Linked DNA regions of Sus scrofa: all the other regions are linked to region 1. A link is a contact called in public HiChIP or PLAC-seq and promoter capture Hi-C data. All regions are on one chromosome and are shown on one strand. The core of a region is the stretch at or near the end of the contact, and the rest is flanking DNA. Distances in the headings are between cores, read along the strand shown. Region 1 holds the start of USP28 (ubiquitin carboxyl-terminal hydrolase 28). Region 2 overlaps LOC102168180 (a long non-coding RNA gene). Region 3 holds the start of C9H11orf71.

What was found. Promoter capture Hi-C pulls out the DNA fragments that hold promoters and counts their contacts. HiChIP or PLAC-seq counts read pairs in DNA pulled down with a chosen protein or histone mark.
Region 2: a promoter capture Hi-C map of liver shows a contact between it and region 1, with 4 times the contacts expected there. The contact joins the enhancer-like site here to the promoter of USP28 in region 1. A contact is called at or near these places in 1 of 5 promoter capture datasets (liver), 5 of 47 Hi-C or Micro-C datasets (liver, mesenchymal stem cells, mesenteric adipose tissue and 2 more) and 1 of 2 datasets of contacts at active chromatin or transcription factors (skeletal muscle).
Region 3: a contact with region 1 is called in an H3K27ac HiChIP or PLAC-seq map of alveolar macrophages. The contact joins the promoter of C9H11orf71 here to the promoter of USP28 in region 1. A contact is called at or near these places in 2 of 47 Hi-C or Micro-C datasets (heart right ventricle and skeletal muscle) and 2 of 2 datasets of contacts at active chromatin or transcription factors (alveolar macrophages and skeletal muscle).

What each region holds. Positions count from the first base shown.
Region 1 is chr9:41,479,511-41,482,307 of Sscrofa11.1, forward strand. USP28 (ubiquitin carboxyl-terminal hydrolase 28) reads right to left here and starts at 1,534. Exons shown (of 24, transcript XM_021062863.1): 1 at 1,254-1,534. The coding sequence starts at 1,310. LOC102166826 (a long non-coding RNA gene) reads left to right here and starts at 1,631. Exons shown (of 3, transcript XR_002335634.1): 1 at 1,631-2,178.
Region 2 is chr9:41,851,822-41,854,905 of Sscrofa11.1, forward strand. The region is part of intron 5 of LOC102168180 (a long non-coding RNA gene); the gene reads left to right. Among named protein-coding and RNA genes, the nearest start is that of NNMT, 18 kb to the right of the region's middle. Within about 2 kb of position 1,705, at least 6 of the 83 cell types and tissues checked have an H3K27ac peak or open chromatin away from gene starts, as enhancers often do. A contact at or near this core is called in liver, where this site is marked.
Region 3 is chr9:41,946,138-41,949,121 of Sscrofa11.1, forward strand. It overlaps C9H11orf71, which reads right to left and starts at 1,340. Exons shown (of 1, transcript XM_003129884.2): 1 at 687-1,340. The coding sequence starts at 1,140. The coding sequence ends at 763. RBM7 (RNA-binding protein 7) reads left to right here and starts at 944. Exons shown (of 5, transcript XM_003129877.5): 1 at 944-1,574; 2 at 2,459-2,621. The coding sequence starts at 1,479.

The sequences.
Region 1 (2,797 bases), core at 284-2,783:
CAAATGCAACTGATCTCCGACACCAGAGAAAATCCTGACGCAGACTCCAACTGGCATTTGTAAACACCTAACAATATTTCTATTAGAAATCAACCCATGAAATGCCACCTGCCTACTTCCATTTTGGAGCCCAGAACCTGGAGGTATCTTTTACTACAGGAGTTTAAAAAAAGGAAGTGCGGTCACTTTACACACTATTGGTCCTCTGAGTGCCTGAAAAGGAAAGGGAAAAAAAAAAAAAAGGCATAAAAGGTTTCTCACGTGGAGGTATCTGACAGCTTTGTACTGTAAATATTTCATGAAATTCCTCATTTCCAAACTTGCATTTGAATACGTGGTACAGGTTTCCCATTCTGTCTTGAAAAAGCTCAGCACTTGAGGGGGGTCCGGGCAGTATTATAAGATTCCAAAGTAACATTAGAAGACATTCTCAAGTTGCCCACTTCCCGAGTTTTTTTCGCACAGACATTAGCCTTTTGATTTTCTCTCAAACCAGTGTTCTTTCACTCTCACCATCTTAGCCCAGAAATCCCTGTATTGATTTCAATCTTCTTAGATTAATAGGAATAGGGAAGCATTATCAGCATACCTTCTAATCATCGCGGTGCTCCTCCCCCTTCCTTAAAAATCTAGAGTGATGAATGCAGCAATTGGGGAGGTTGCTCTCTGCTTAAAAAAAGGAGGGGGGGTGTGGAAGACAGAAAGCGGTAACTACGACCCCCGATCTTTCACAAGGTGTTGATAAATCCTGCCTTTAAGTTAGATAACTTCGGTTATCTAACTGCTTTAGACACTTTTAAAACAGCATTGCCCCAAAACAGATTAGAAAACAAAAACAAAAACCACCAAAGCTGCCCCTTTAGGAAGTTTCTCACCCCTGCCGGGGGCCGGGAGAGCTCCCTTTAGAGATCCCTGATGAAGACAGCCCACGTCCAGCCTTTTGTATTTGATTTTTCAAAACAGCTAATCTCCCTTGAACTTCAGCCCGCCCCCGGACCCGAAGAGAGTCCTCGATCTCTGCCTTGCAGAGACTTCAGCCTCCTCCCGAGTCCCAGTCTTCACCCGCACGGCGCGCCGCCCTCGCTCGCGCCGGGCCCGGGCGCCCTCCGCAGCCCCCTCCTGCCCGGCCCCGCGCCCGAACCCCGCAGGCCCGTCAGCGCCCCGCGCCGCTCCGGCCCGGACCCCGAACCCCCCACCCCGCGGGACCCAGAGCCCGCCCCCCGGCTCCTGCCCGCCGCCGCCGCGAAGCCCACCGAGCCGTGGCGGTCCGCTGCTCCGGCCGCGTCGTCCTGCTGCAGCTCCGCAGTCATGGCCGGGGCGCCCCTCCGCGGGTCACTAGCCTCCCGCCGCCGCCGCCGCCGCCACAGCCACCCCCAGCCGAGCCTCGCGGGAGGAGGAGGAGGAGGAGGCGGAGGCGGAGGTGGCGGAGGTGGAGGAGGAGGCCCCGCCCCCGCCCTCCACCCCGCTCCGGCCCCGCCTCCGGCCCGCCGCGCGCCTGAGGCTCAGCCCACACGCTCCGCCCCCGGCCTGAGCGCGCACGCCAGGCGCGCGGCCGAGGGCCGAGCCGCTCTGCGTGCTCCCGCGTACGCCGGGCTCTGACCCGGCGCAGGCCACGTGACCCCGGCCCCGCCCGCGCCTAACGGTCAGCGTCGGCGGCGGAGTGGTTGTGTTCCGGGCGGTTGGCTCCCAGGAAGTGGCCTTGCGGAGCGCGGACCCCTCCGAAATCCCCGTTACCTCCTTCGTCCCTGAGAACTTATTTCGAGGAGTCACCATCTGCTCAAGACTCCCCACAGACGAGTTAAAGCTATTCCCCATCTTGAGACCCTGTCTGGGGTTTCCCTCGCAGCAGTGGAGCCATTTCCAAGTCCAACTGCGGGAATAATTGATTTATCGTTCCTGAAAAAAAGAAAGCGATAGTCTGAATAGAGTGGTCTGACGTCTAAAGCTAACCAAACAGATCGGAATCTATTCACTGATGCTCAGAATGCTGCTTTAACGCTGGCCTGGGGAGCAGAAATTACCATTGTCCCATTTTAGCTGTTTATGGCATTCAGCCTAAAATTTTACAGTATTTTGTTAAGTTTGAGCCAGATGCTTATGGCATATTAAGCATTAATAGTACGAGTTGTATTTTCAGCAGTTTGGTGGAAATCGTAACTACGAGACCATATTTCACAGGTATCACAACGACAATCCTCTTGGCACACTTTTAGCTGTTCCAAACCTACATGGAGGCTGGGTGTGGAAGGGCCTCGTTTAGGGGGAACTGCTTATATCACTGCCCTGGTCTAGCCCTTGGGCAGCACCTTCAGTGTGAATTTTATGTGGATGCTGTCCTTTCCTGTGCTCCTGGCATTGTTGGCCATGTGATTGTGATGTTTCACCTGCAGGCCTTTTTAGTCTGCATTGACCACAGCTTGAGACATAAGGGAACAGGTACAGAGCAAGTGCAGCAGCCCCTGTGGGAGACCTGATGACACTCAGGAGCCTGGACCGTGACTGCTGCTACTTCCTTCACCTGAAAGTTCAGGGGGGGTCCCCTTTCCCTGGCAGATAAACTGGTGGCATGATCATAATATTCTACTTTCAGCAGACTGTGTGTTTGTCTGATGGGTGTAGAGCTTTTTATGCTTGTGGCTTTACCTTTTTTTTTTTCCTCGTGAGTAATCAACCTGTGTTCCTGGTCTCAACTTGGCGGTCATTGCAAAACAAGTTGATTTCTCAGTCCAGTTGATTTGTAGCATTGTATACCTCTAAATTGTTAGAAAGCTCTATTTCTGTCTGTCTTTATCATGTC
Region 2 (3,084 bases), core at 455-2,954, 370 kb after region 1:
GACTGCACGAGGGTGTTTTTTCTGGTGGCCCAGAGAGGAGACCGAGACAAGGACTTGGAGGAGCCAGCAGCATGCAGGACAGGGCTCCAACCATCACTCTGCCACCTCATTCACTTCCCTGTCCATGTAGTCAGCTCCACATAGAACCCTTACCAGCAAATGACCGCTGGGTAAATAGGGCTGCTTATCTCAAAAGGAGAGGTTTCTAATATACTCCCCTAATGGCCCAGGGTTGGGAAAAGGAATTGGACTCGAGAAATAAAGTTGTGCCTCCTTAGTGTTGAGAGCTCTCAGGGTTTCCTGGAAGGAAGGGGTCAGAGTCCTGCTCCTGCTCTCCTGTTTTAGGCAATTCAGACCACATGACTTCTGAGCCTGCTCCCCACCCGCTTCTCGCTCCTGCTAATGTGGCAGCCCCGCCCCATGAAATGGAAAGCTCGCGCGTGGACTTTGATGCTTAGCTCTCTGTCTTACTTGCTCTTGTGGCTTCATGTGGGCACCTCGGAGCCTCAGTTTCCCCATCTCTGAAATGGGAGTCATCACAGCCTTCCCCAGGGTTATTGTGACACCTCTAAGCTATAACATGAATACATTTGCTAAATAACCACACAAGCAATTTCGTGTAAGTTTCAGCTGACCTTATAAAGGCATGTAACAAGCAGTTCTAAACAGAGCTAGAGAAGCTGTTTTCCCTTCATGTCCAGAGCAACCCACCTAACCCAGTTTGGGGCAGGGACAGAGCACTAGGGAAAGGCTTTTTGAAGGAAGAGGCAAGCAGATCAGGGAGATGTAAAGAGTGACCCAGGAGTTCCCGTTGTGACCCAGAGGGTTATGAACCTGACTAGTATCCATGAGGGTGCAGGTTCCATCCCTGGCCTTGTTCAGTGGGTTAAGGGTCCAGCGTTGCCACAAGTTGGGGTGTAGGTCGCAGATACGGCTCAGATCTGGTGTTGCTGTGGCTGTGGGAAGACCAGCAGCTGCAGCTCTGATTTGACCTCTAGCCTGGGGACTTCTTCTTTTTTTTTTTTTTTTTTTTTTTTAATTAATTTATTTATTTATTATTATTTTTTTGGGTCTTTTTTTGTCTTTTTGTTGTTGTTGTTGCTATTTCTTGGGCCGCTCCCGCGGCATATGGAGGTTCCCAGGCTAGGGGTTGAATCGGAGCTGTAGCCACCGGCCTACGCCAGAGCCACAGCAACGCGGGATCCGAGCCGTGTCTGCAACCTACACCACAGCTCACGGCAACGCCGGACCGTTAACCCACTGAGCAAGGGCAGGGACCGAACCCGCAACCTCATGGTTCCTAGTCGGATTCGTTAACCACTGCGCCACGACGGGAACTCCCTAGCCTGGGGACTTCTAAATGCCGCAGGCGTGACCCTAAAAAAAACAAAAAACAAACAAACAAACAAACAAAAAAAACAAAAAAAAAAAAGAAAAGAAAAGTGACCCAGGCAAAGGAATCAGGGGTGAAGAGCAAGAACTTCCAGGACAAGTACCAAGACCCAGAGGGGAAACAACCTATTGTGTTTGGTGAACTTCTGGAAAAACTGAAGACATTTGGGTGCCAGTATGGGAGCCCTGTCCCCCAAGGGCACTAAGGCTAAGACACCGGGCACCTGGAGTGGTAGAACAGGCCAGAGCTTCAAGTGAGCAGAGGAGTGTCAAATCACTGATGGTTGGTGACTCAGCGGTGGGCACACAAGCAATTTAGTCACTCAACAAATATTTGTTGAGTGTCTGTGTAAAGCTGGACACAGCCCTTTGACCAGGGCTGGTCTTTACACGAAACATGGTTGCAACATGTAAGCCCTTGATTACATTCTACCCCGTGTGTGTATCTGGGTATATGCGCGTGTGTGTGCACACGCATGTGAGCACATGCATAAGCTGATGACCCACCCATAGAAGTGGGTAGGATCTACCTATAGTGCCACCACCTGAGGGATAGGTGAAGTTGACTCTCCCAAAGGCTGCGTTCAGATCAGGATTAACCACCAGGACACACTTGCAGTAGGTGGACCCAGAGGCTGAGTGCTCACACCCCACCCAAGGAGAGCTCCGAGTGTACACTGCCATGTACGGTGGGAAAGCAGGACTGGGCTGGGAAAGTGTAAGGCAAAGAGCTAGGTAGGCGGGAATAGGGAGAGGATGTCTGGGGAGCATGCTCGGTGGGACTGCAGCGTCCAGTCTCTGCCTCCTGCAGGAGGTGCAGGTGTGCACCTGTCAAAGCTTCTGCTGGGGTCCTGGGCCTTCACATCGGCTCCCTGACATGATATTCAAGTTACCAGGTACAGTTCTGCCTGCCACCTGTGAGTGGGCATTTGAGCATTTGTCTTCCTGGAGATAGAGACCGAGGAGTGTGAGACATGGCCAGGGACCCAAGAGGGTTACCATTTGCTGGGATAATGGGCAGCACGCTTCTGTTAAGCTCCCATTGAGCAGGCATAGGGCTGTATGGGAGGCAGAATTACTAGCTCGGGAGAGGGACGATGGGATGCGAAGAAGAAGGAGGGATTAGTTCCTGCTTGGGAATGAACCAAGGAAGGCTTCAGGGAGGAAGTGGTGGCCAAGATGCATTATAAAGGAGGAGAAACTCTCGCTGTGGCACAGTAGGGTAAGGATCCTGTGCTGCCTCAGCTGGCACAGGTTGCAGCTGCAGCTGGGATCCAATCCCTAGCCCAGGGAACTTCCATATGCTGTGGGTACAGCCATACAAAATAAATAAATAAATAAGGGATGGTAGCAAAGACATTCCTATTGAAGGAAAAAATACTGTTTAAAAAAATGGCCTTAGCACAAACACACACACACACACACACACACACACACACACACACACACACAAAAGAAAGGAGTTCCCGTCGTGGCGCAGTGGTTAACGAATCCGACTAGGAACCATGAGGTTGCGGGTTCGGTCCCTGCCCTTGCTCAGTGGGTTAATGATCCGGCGTTGCCGTGAGCTGTGGTGTAGGTTGCAGACGCGGCTCGGATCCCGCGTTGCTGTGGCTCTGGCGTAGGCTGGTGGCTACAGCTCCGATTGGACCCCTAGCCTGGGAACCTCCATATGCCGCGGGAGCGCCCCAA
Region 3 (2,984 bases), core at 90-2,589, 470 kb after region 1:
ATTAGTACCCATGAGGATTAGGGTTGGATTCCTGGCCTTGCTCAGTGGGTAAAGGATCTGGCATTGCCAGTGAGCTGTGGTGTATGTCGCAAACGCCGATTAGCTCTGGCATTGCTGTGGCATAGGCAGCTGCAGCTCTGTTTAGACCCCTAGTCTAGGAACATCCGTTGCTGGTGTGGCCCTAAGAAGAAAAAAAAATTATCTGACAGATTAGCAAGGTTTAGGTTTCATTTTTGTTGTTTTAGTATGGTTGTGATTGAAGTTTGTAGATACTTCTTGAGAAAAAGTGGAGGGGATGGAAGAAAGTGTTAAGGACCATATGATAGGATGAAGTGTTGGGCTACAGGCGGAAGGATAAGCCAGAGTAACAAACTAACAGCACTAAAGATCAAGGGAACAGTCTGTGGTAGAAACGGAGGCAGTTAAGGAAACTCAGAATTTCAAGTTTCAAGGTAGGAAAAACTGCCAGGTTTGTGACTACCTCAAAAACTCTCTGCTACTTCCGCCCTGCTGATCCAATTATCAGTCCTTCTGATCCAATCAATTATCACGGCTGCTTAAAACCATCTGAATTAATTAAAAACTGTTCCTTCCTGCTAGGCTGGCGTAACAGGACTCCTACCTATTTTTATAGTGAAATGAAAAGACGTCCCTAATTAAAAATAAAGACTTCGGTTGCACCAAGAAAGGATTTGAGAGAAGCCTTGTTCACAAGCTAATGGGGGCGGGGGGCGGGGGGCGGGGCGGAGGGAGGTGTTCGTCTTAGGCCGAGAGACGGGCTGCAATTACACCTCCAAGTGCCACCAGACGTTGTTGCAGGACACTTCTCAGGAGATCGAGTTTCACCTCTGGGGCAGGGTACGGTGAGAATCTGGCCTGACGGCTCCGGCTCCGCCCATCAGGTTCCCGGCCCTTTATAAAGCGGGCAGGGCTCTGGCCACCAGTAGGTGCCCGACGGCTCTCGGTCCGGGCGTTTATTCGCATAGCCGGCCGAGGAAGTTCTGGAAGAATAGCCTCAGGCCTGGTAACGAGGAAGCTGTCCCCAGAGACCATCGCCAAAGCTAAGGCCGCAGAGCTGAGGTCGCCGTGGAAAGAATGGTAGCCACTCCTGCTCCTCTGATCGCCGGAGGACAGGGCCATTTTCAAACACTGCCTGCAGTATTTGCGTTACGTCCCTCGGTCAGGGCAGGCCCTCGCGCCCTCGCGACTCCGCAGATCAGTCCAGCCGGTCCTGCCCGCGGAGTCTGACCGCGCCGGAAGCCATCACTGCAGCAGCTGATCAAGAAACTGCCTCTACCAAGCGCTCTTCTCGCGAGCGTGCGCAGTTCGTCAGAGCACGTCGACGCCACTGAGAGCCGGCGTGATTGACGTTTACGTCCGTGACGCCACAAAGCGCGAGGACGTGGGGTTTCTGAGAGTGCGCAGTGGGTGCGCCGGCGGCGACCCTTCGGCCTTTTTCGGGAGGGGGCGACGCTGAGATGGGGGCGGCGGCAGCCGAAGCAGATCGCACGCTCTTTGTGGGCAACCTTGAGACGAAGGTGACAGAGGAGCTTCTTTTTGAGCTTTTCCACCAGGTAAGCGGCTGGGATCAGCCTTTTCCTTTCGTTTTCCGGCCTGTGTAGGGCCCGGCCCAACGGCCGTCTCAGCTTTCTCGGTGCCAGCGGGACGTTCAGTCCCGGCACCCGACAGGTGGGCTGGTTGAAGGTGGAGGTCGCGCTTAGAAAGTGAGGCTCTCGCTTAGTGTCACTTTATTAGAAGATCCCTGCCTAGTTCTGGCCGAAGTGATGGCTAAAGGTCGTGGAGGGTTCCTCAATTAAGCATTCCCCTTGTAGAGATTCAGGGCTTCTAAGTGACCTCGTATGTATGGGTCCGTCACAGAGCTGCGCGTTTCCTCTTCTTTTTGCTTTTTCCTCTTGTAAATTACATTTCGCTATCCTTGTCAGTACCCTTTTGCCCCTGAAGTTTCTTACAAAGTTTGCAGCAAAGATAGACTCATAGATACTCCATAGGAAAGCAGCATTGTCGTGTTTTAAAATCGGTATTATGTGTTAATCCTGTTCCCTCCAGCTCTATCCTCCAACAAGTGGTAACGTTTGACTGATCAATATAAAAGTAATTTTTAATCCAAGAAAACTACTTTCTTTTGCTCACAATAACCGTTAGTTTCTATGCAGCGGGAAAATGAAGGATGTTGGTCGCCCGGTTAAAATGCTGCGAAATGTAAATTCAGTGATTGGGTTACCAGATCCTTATGGGCTCCCTCCCCCACAAATAAGTTAATCTAATTTTCATTCATGTCTATAGGATCTTTGACCGAGATGGGAATCTATGTGTATCCAATTTTTTTACAGTTCCTGGTTACATTTTTTAATTTTTTAAACTTTGTAAATATTGAGTATTTTCCTGAAATTGCTTTATTGAAAATTCTGAACACTTTGTTTGTTTGTTTTGTCTGTAGGCTGGGCCTGTAATAAAAGTGAAAATTCCAAAAGATAAAGATGGAAAACCGAAGCAATTTGCATTTGTGAATTTCAAACATGAAGTATCTGTTCCTTATGCAATGAATCTCCTTAATGGAATAAAACTTTTTGGAAGGCCCATCAAAATTCAGTTTAGATCAGGTAACTATTCACTGATGAGGTTTGGGAGGGAGGTTGTTTACTGCTTTGTTTTTTAAATTTTCTTATTCAGTTTTAAATAACTTCTTTTTGGATTAAAATGCTTTAAGCTTTGTGAATAGTAAACTATATATATTCCTGAAAATGGGAATTGACATTGATAATAACACTGACAATATGGATTTTAAAAGTTATAATTTTAAAATGAGCTTAAATAATACAAGAAAAAGAATACATATAGGTATGACTGGGTCACTTTGCTGTATAGCAGAAATTGGCACAACATTGTAAATCAGTGATACTTTAACAATTAAAAAAATGAGTTTAAAATTTCAGTTTGGGTTTGTGAAAAGAACATAAACTTTG